Regions from separate parts of the Sus scrofa genome. Here region 1 is linked to region 2. Evidence: chromatin contacts called from public Hi-C data. All regions are on one chromosome and are shown on one strand. The core of a region is the stretch at or near the end of the contact, and the rest is flanking DNA. Distances in the headings are between cores, read along the strand shown. Region 1 holds the start of TMPRSS9 (transmembrane protease serine 9). Region 2 holds the start of TIMM13 (mitochondrial import inner membrane translocase subunit Tim13).

Region 1 (3,489 bases), core at 148-2,647, 81 kb after region 2:
CACACCAACAGGCAAGGACACAACCACACACAGCCATAGGCAATCCATCATTGGCCCTACAATTAATCCCACTCACAACTATAAACACACCACACCTGGGCTGGGAGCCCCAGATTGACCCCAGGTGAGACAGGGACAGGAGGGCCCTCCATGGAGGACCCCTGGGCAGCCACCTTCCCCAGCAATGGGTAGGGGGAGAGTGGGGGAAGCTTCCAGCCCCAGGTAACTGACTCTACGGCCCCTCCCCCATACGACCCACACCCAAAATTAAGGCCCTGTGACCACACCCTCCCTAAACTGTTACCCCCAAGTCCTTGTTATATTTTCACTCACAAGCAAGGGATTGCCTGAGAGGAGCCACAGGGAGGTAAGCAAGGGTCCCCTCAGCAAACCCCCAGAAACCTCCCAGTCTTGGTCCATGGTTTCCTGCCACCCCCACCCTCCACCGCCTGTCGCAGCTCCTGCAGAGGCACCACCGCGGGTTTACCCGAGTTACCGGGTGGGAAGGTGGGAGAGTGGCCGTCGGGGACAGGGAGCCCTCGGGGTCCCCCCAAACCCCGGGTACCCGACTGCGTCTACAGGGCCCGGCCTCATTCACAACCCCGGGGGGCGTCTACACAGTCCGACGCGTCCAACAGCCCGAACCACATCTATACCACCTGCGGCGTCTACACAGCCTGACGGGTCCCCCGCGAGAACCCGACGAAGCCAGGCGCAGGGAGAGGGCTGCCGCCTCATTTTCGTGACGCCAGACTCACCGCGCTCTGCCGGACGCTGCACCGCGGCCCCACTCCCGCAGCGAACCGACCCCGGGAGCCTAAAGCCTCGCGGACAGGGCGGGGCTGGGGGCGGCACCAGTGAAGGCCCCGCCCTCCCGCTCACCCCGGCCTCACCTGAGCTGGGGGCGCCGCCTTCCCCAGCTTCCCATGACAGCCCCCCACTGCGCCCCTTCCCCTGCACCCCTGCGACCCACCCAGGCCCTCCCCCACCTCTGACACCCTGCGGTGTGTGGGGGGGGACTCTGAAAGGACAGTGGGGTTGTGGGAGCCCAGGTGTGTCCCATGAAGGCCCCCTGTGTGAAAGGGCTGGGCCAGCAGAGGGGAGGGGAGTGGGCACGCCGTTCCCAGAGCCATGTGGGGAGGTGGGTTCTGAACCCTCGGACTTTCGGGAGCTGCGCAAGGTCTGTGAGGTCTGGGTGGAGGGCACTGGCCTGGGCAGATGACCCTGGACAGAAGGCAGGGGAGGTGTGCCCTGGACCTGTGAGAGCAGATGCTCAGGGTAGGAAAGAGCTTGGGGAGGGGTTCTGTGTGAATAATTATGATTTCTAACCAGCGCCACAGCAATGGCAATGAGATCCTTAACCCATTGAGCCACCTGGGAACTCCCAGTGATTATTAAATGAACTTTTCTCCTTTTTTTCCGGCCACACCTGCAGCATATAGAAGTTCTGGACCAGGGTTTGAACCCAAGCCACATTCTCGACCTATGCCACAGCTGGGGCAATGCTGGCTTCTTAACCCACTGCACCGGGTTGGGAATTGAACTGGCAACACCACAGAGACAAGCCAGATCATTAACCTTTTGAGCCACAACGGGAACTCCGCTAACGAATTTTAATTTTGGAAGTTTCACGTTTATGGAAAAGTTGTGAAGATAATACCCACATACCTGGCCCCAGTTCCCCGTTCCTGACAGTTTACTTCAGTGTGATACGTGGCCACAATCACCAACAATATTTATCAATCCCTTGGGCTGTGATTGAATCCAGGTGTTTATTTTGCATCCCACTTTGAGCTGGACAGCTGTGTGGGAGAAGCTCATGACTCCTGGGGGCTATCTTTTTTTTTTGCCAGGGAAGCCGCCAGGCTCTTTCTAGAAAACCAGCCCCCTCACCTGCTGGTGACATCCAGGTGGTGACTTCCTCATGTGGCTGACCATCCCCACCCCTCTCAAGCCAGGCTTCTTGCCCTCCTCTCACCTCCCCACCGCAGCTGCAGCGGGAAACAGCCCTTCTAGTATCTCTCGGCTCAACAGTTGCCTCCTCCAGGCAGCCTGCCCTGCCACCTGCCCCACAAGACGGAGCCGGAGGCCTCTCCTGTGCTGAGTCCTATCCTTCCTCACCAGAATGGGCTGTCTTCCTAGACTCACACACGGGTCCTGGGCCTGAGCAGAGGGCCTGGCACAGAGTAGGCCTGCCATGAACAAATGAGTGAAGGAGCCTGTGAATGAATGAGAAATATGTCAGATCTGCCCTGCTTAGTGAAAGAAAATCACTGTGCTCACACTTTTGGTCCACTTTGTAGTTCAGACGCAAAACACTGATGGTACTGTGGCGAGTGCCTGATACGAACCTGGGGGAGCCAGCCCCGGAGCCTTGCCTTCCCTATGTGTAAAGGAGGGGCTGGCATCAGCTGACACACGTTAGGACAGGGCCAGCTGCCCCACCATGCATGCAACCTGCAACCCTCGAGATCTGTGCTCCACCTGCTGCGGCCGCCACCTGCTTTGGGCAGCTGCTGGCTAAGCAAGGGCCTTATGTTATTAAATAGTTGAAAAGTATCTAACAGAGTATTTTGTAACCTGTGAAAACTGCATGAATGCACATTTTGGTGCCCACCAAGTTTCTGGCCACAGTTAACACCGAAAACATGTTGTCTGATGCCTGTCTGTTTACACATTGTCTGATGCTCCCAGCTACACAGCTGGCTGATTGGTTGTGACAGCAACCATCTGGCTCTTTCCAGAAAGTCTGCAGGCCCTGCTCTTGGTGATTCCATGCTTCTTAGATCATCACAGACAAGCTAGCAGTATCCAAAAGCTTCTAAGCTTCCTGCGACCCTCACCTCCCTGAAGGAAGGCACCGCATTGCAGCAAAGCTGGAACCCTGTCTTAGCGGCTGTGGATTTGCTCCTGGCGCCTCCCTCCACACTGGAACCCTTGCAGGACGAAGGCCGCCCAGGCCTGGCCCACCGAGGCCTCCCCCAGCTCCACAGAAAAGGCAAAGACTCAGGTGTAAATATCAAAAGCTGTATTTAATTATAAGATTCGAACAGAAGCAAGGCAAAAACCGCAAACGGAAACTTCAGGAACTAACATCTGCCTTTGAATTCCTTGACATTTGTCAAACTTCCAAAACAGAAAAGAATAGATTCCGTGTTCTTACACCACCATACAAAATGGCTTAGAGGAAGGCCAGACTGGGGCCCTCCCCCGAGGCTGCCCTGTGCCTGCAGCCCAGGTCCAGCTCCAAGGCCACGGTCTCCCGTGGGTCCTGGCAGGTCCAGCTGCTCCACCCCCACCCACACACCAGTTTCTTTTTAAGACACATACCTAACCAGGTGGAAGTTGTCGTCTGATTTTTTTAGGAATAAACATCATTTCTCTCTCGAAAGGCGTGGCTGACAGAGAGGGTGAGTCTGTCTGGCGCTGGTATTGTTTGGAATGGATCGTGGTTTGGCCCCCACCTGCCATCTGCAGCACAGCGGCGGG
Region 2 (3,660 bases), core at 325-2,824:
GTGTGACCTTCCCCAAGAGTGAGAGGCTTCCAGGCCTCTGAGGCCGTGGGCTGTTCCCCACCCCTCCCCATAGCAGGAAGTGAGGGCTAGTGAGGGTCTGGAGGGCGTGATGAGGTGCTGGGAGGGTGGGTGGAGGTGACCCCTAATCATGTGGAAACTGCACTGGGCTCAGCCACATCCTTCAAGGTATTTTGGAAATTTGGGGGTCAAAGCTATGTCCTGGCTTTTGGGTCTGAATTGCTGACACAATTTGGCAGGCAGGGCTTCTGGCCCAGAAGGAAGGGAGAGGGCCCTACCCTCACTGCCGGCCCAGAAAAACCAGCCCCAGGGTTGCACTGGGGCCTGCAAGAGCCCCCAGGCTCCCTGGCTGGGATTGTTCCTCGCAGGTGATTTGCCTCAAAGCCACCTTTTGGTCATATCCCTGCCCCACAGTTGCCTGGATGAGGTCTTGAGTGGACCCTAGAGGTGGCCCAGGCAGGCACTGAGGTGCCTTTGGTGGGTATGCTGGGCTGGTGGCCAGTTATGGCTGGAGTTGGATAACAGTTGTGGATATTCAAGTATTTGGAAACAAGAGTCCAATGTTAAAATGGCAGCCATAGCCTAGGAAACAATTTGCACTTGCCCTTTAACATGCTTAACTTTCAGCCATTTAAATGATGCCGAAGTGATTCTTTTTTCTAAGCCCTTGTCATGTGACTGCAAGTAACTGTAGCACCAATTTAGAGAAAACTCATTCTCGGCCCAGCCCAGGGAAGGAGTGGCCTACAAGGATGAGGTCGGCAAGGCAATCCCTGGGAGACACTGCTGCCTTTCCCCCGGGGCCTGGGTGCTCACCTAAGACTTGGGCGTTCAGCTGTTTTCCTAACAGCAAGGCTTCTGACTTGGGGTTTTTACTCACACGGTCTTCCCAGCAGTTCTATTTATATCAGCATATCCGAGTTGGGACTGACATTCCTCAAGGACATTAAAGCTACTGGAAAGGTCTTAATTCCAACCCGTAAGGGATCATCTGTACAACATGCTGGTGGACTCGGCTTCAAGAACCCGGCTGTCTGGACACATTTCAGACATCTGTGGGTGATTTTTAAGATGCATGCCAAACGTGTGTTTTGCTTTCTCCAATGATTTGTAATATACCTTTTATGACTGGAAACTTTTATACAACACTCCAATAAACATTTTGGTTTTAAAAATCTCCCTCTGAGTTCACTCCGACGCCAGCCAGCTGGAGCGGGAGCTCTCATCCTCTAATGTTCCTAGTTTGACCCGCTATCCTAGTTTTTGGCATTCCTCACCCACGGGTTTCACCAACGCCCCTTTGGCCACGTGACACGCCCATGTCCCTCCCCGGGCTCAAGGTCTAGTGTAGAAGTGCCCGCCGCCTCGTGCGCACGCGCGGCGAGACCCGCGGGGGGCGGGGCCTGAGCGCGGAACCCTGGGCCTCCATCCGTCTCGGGGAAATCGGCGGCGGCCTGCTCCTGTTGCGCATGCGCGGGACTCCCCCCGCGCGGTAAGGGTATCCCGCCCGCCCATGCTCCCTCGTGCCCGGACTCCATTTCCCGTGGGTCCACGGGGCGGCCCACTTCCGGCGCGGGTTGGGGAGGGCGCACGCGGCCGCACTCCAGTTGACTTTGCGGAGATATGGAAGGCGGCTTTGGCTCGGATTTCGGGAGCTCCGGCAGCGGGAAGCTGGACCCGGGGCTTATCATGGAGCAGGTGAAAGTGCAGATCGCCGTGGCCAACGCGCAGGAGCTGCTGCAGGTTCGGGGCCGGGCCGGGGGCGGGGCTGAGGGTGGTCGGGGCCCCTGGGAGAGGAGTCGCAACTGAGCGCTCGTGTGTCCCCACAGAGGATGACGGACAAGTGCTTCCGGAAGTGCATCGGGAAGCCGGGGGGCTCCTTGGACAATTCGGAGCAGGTAAAACCCAGGGAGCCAGACTGGTCGTGGGCCCCGACCGACAGGGAGGTCTCTGCGCCTGCGCGGACTAACGGGGCGGTGCGGTGGGCACGTGCGCAGTCCGCTGCTGGGAGTGTTGGGGGTCCCAGCCAGCGGTCCAGACCTGAGCCCCGCGCCCTCCCCGTCCCTAGAAGTGCATCGCCATGTGCATGGACCGCTACATGGACGCCTGGAACACCGTGTCCCGTGCCTACAACTCTCGGCTGCAGCGAGAACGAGCCAACATGTGATCGCGACGCGCCAGCAGCCCACTTCCCACCCCACCCCACTCCCAGTTCCATCTCCATAAATGCTGTTTGTGAGGCGGGGGCCAACGTGTGCGTGCTGCCTGCCAGAAGTTTATGAGGACCAGACTGGTGCTGGGACAGTTGGTATTCTGTTTCTCCGTGCCCCGTTCGCGCACACGTGCCGGCGAGTGTAACTTGCGTCTGGGGGGCCCCTGGCCCGGGTGGTGCCTTCCCTAGTGCCCCTGTTACCGAATTGTGTCATATGGACCCTGTTGGGGGCCGGCTTAGGCTCTATGTCTCCTAGGGGGTGTTCTTTTTCTGTTCCGTGGAGCCTGAAGCTGAGATGGACACAGCACAAGCTTTATTCAGCAGTTAAAGTATGGAGACGCGTGAACAAACGAACTCACAGATCAGCTTCTTAGCTGGCGAGAGGGGCTTAATTTTAACAAGGAGGCCTGTGTGTATGTCTACGCGGGAAGGGGCTGAGCTTTTTCCGAGGGAGTGGGGTGCCACCTCTTTTTTATCTTTTTTGGTCTTTAATGTCTGGTCGAGGCTGCGGATGCGTGTGTTATTTAATAAGCTAATGTAGTAAAATCCACACATAATGAGACAGCGTTTGTTGGAAGTCAGATTTGCCACCATTTTCCTCCCAGCAGGGTTTCGTGGTTTTGTTTTTGTGTGTATGTGTCTTCGTGTTCTATGCATTAGGATTAACTGAAAGTTAATCTTTAAAGATTTCTGTTCACTCCTACTAAAAGGTGGGGTGGTGGTTGGCAGGTTTTGAGCAGGGACCTCCTTCCTGCAAAAGGTCAGGGTGGATAGGTTGTGAGGAAAGGGCTGGAGCAGCTCTGGTGACAAACTACTCCCTTCCTTATTATTGCTCATTCCTTTTTTTTTTTTCTTCTTCTTTTTTTTTTTTTTTTTTAATGGCTGCAGGTGAGGCCTATGGAAGTTCCTGGGCCAGGGATTGAATTCAAACCAAAGGACTTCCCTTGTGGCTCACAACATAACTACATGGTGTTGTTTCTACAGTGGCTGTGGTTCTGTCCCTGGCTCGGCAATTTCCATATGCTGCAGGAGTGGCCAGTTGTTATAAAAAAAACAAAAAGAAGAAGAAGAAGAATGAATCTGAGCCAAAGCTATGACTTACGTTACACCTGTGGCAATTCAGGATCCTTTAACCTGCTGTGCCAGGCCAGAAACTGGAGCCGCTGCAGCCAGATTCTTAATCTACTGTGCCACAGTGAAAACTCCCTGCCCTCATTCTTTTTTTTTTTAATTTTTAAATTTTATTTATTTATTTATTTATTTATTTTTGTCTTTTTGCTATTTCGTGGGCCGCTCTCGCGGCATATGGAGGTTCCCAGGCTAGAGGTCGAATCGGAGCTATAGCTGCCAGCCTACGCTGGAGCCACAGCAACGCAGGATCCGAGCCGAGTCTGCGACCTACACCACAGCTCACGGCAATGCCGGATCCT

Evidence for each region. A called contact is a pair of places that touch in the nucleus more often than the background predicts.
Region 1: a Hi-C map of epiblast stem cells shows a contact between it and region 2, with 2.1 times the contacts expected there. The contact joins the promoter of TMPRSS9 here to the promoter of TIMM13 in region 2. A contact is called at or near these places in 2 of 47 Hi-C or Micro-C datasets (embryonic fibroblasts and epiblast stem cells).

What each region holds. Positions count from the first base shown.
Region 1 is chr2:76,227,047-76,230,535 of Sscrofa11.1, forward strand. TMPRSS9 (transmembrane protease serine 9) reads right to left here and starts at 1,398. Exons shown (of 19, transcript XM_021084183.1): 1 at 759-1,398. It overlaps SPPL2B (signal peptide peptidase-like 2B), which reads right to left. Exons shown (of 15, transcript XM_003123025.5): 15 at 3,014-3,489.
Region 2 is chr2:76,145,372-76,149,031 of Sscrofa11.1, forward strand. It overlaps TIMM13 (mitochondrial import inner membrane translocase subunit Tim13), which reads left to right and starts at 1,575. Exons shown (of 3, transcript XM_003353990.4): 1 at 1,575-1,761; 2 at 1,848-1,916; 3 at 2,087-2,792. The coding sequence starts at 1,642. The coding sequence ends at 2,185. LMNB2 (lamin-B2) reads left to right here. Exons shown (of 12, transcript XM_003353991.4): 12 at 1-1,193.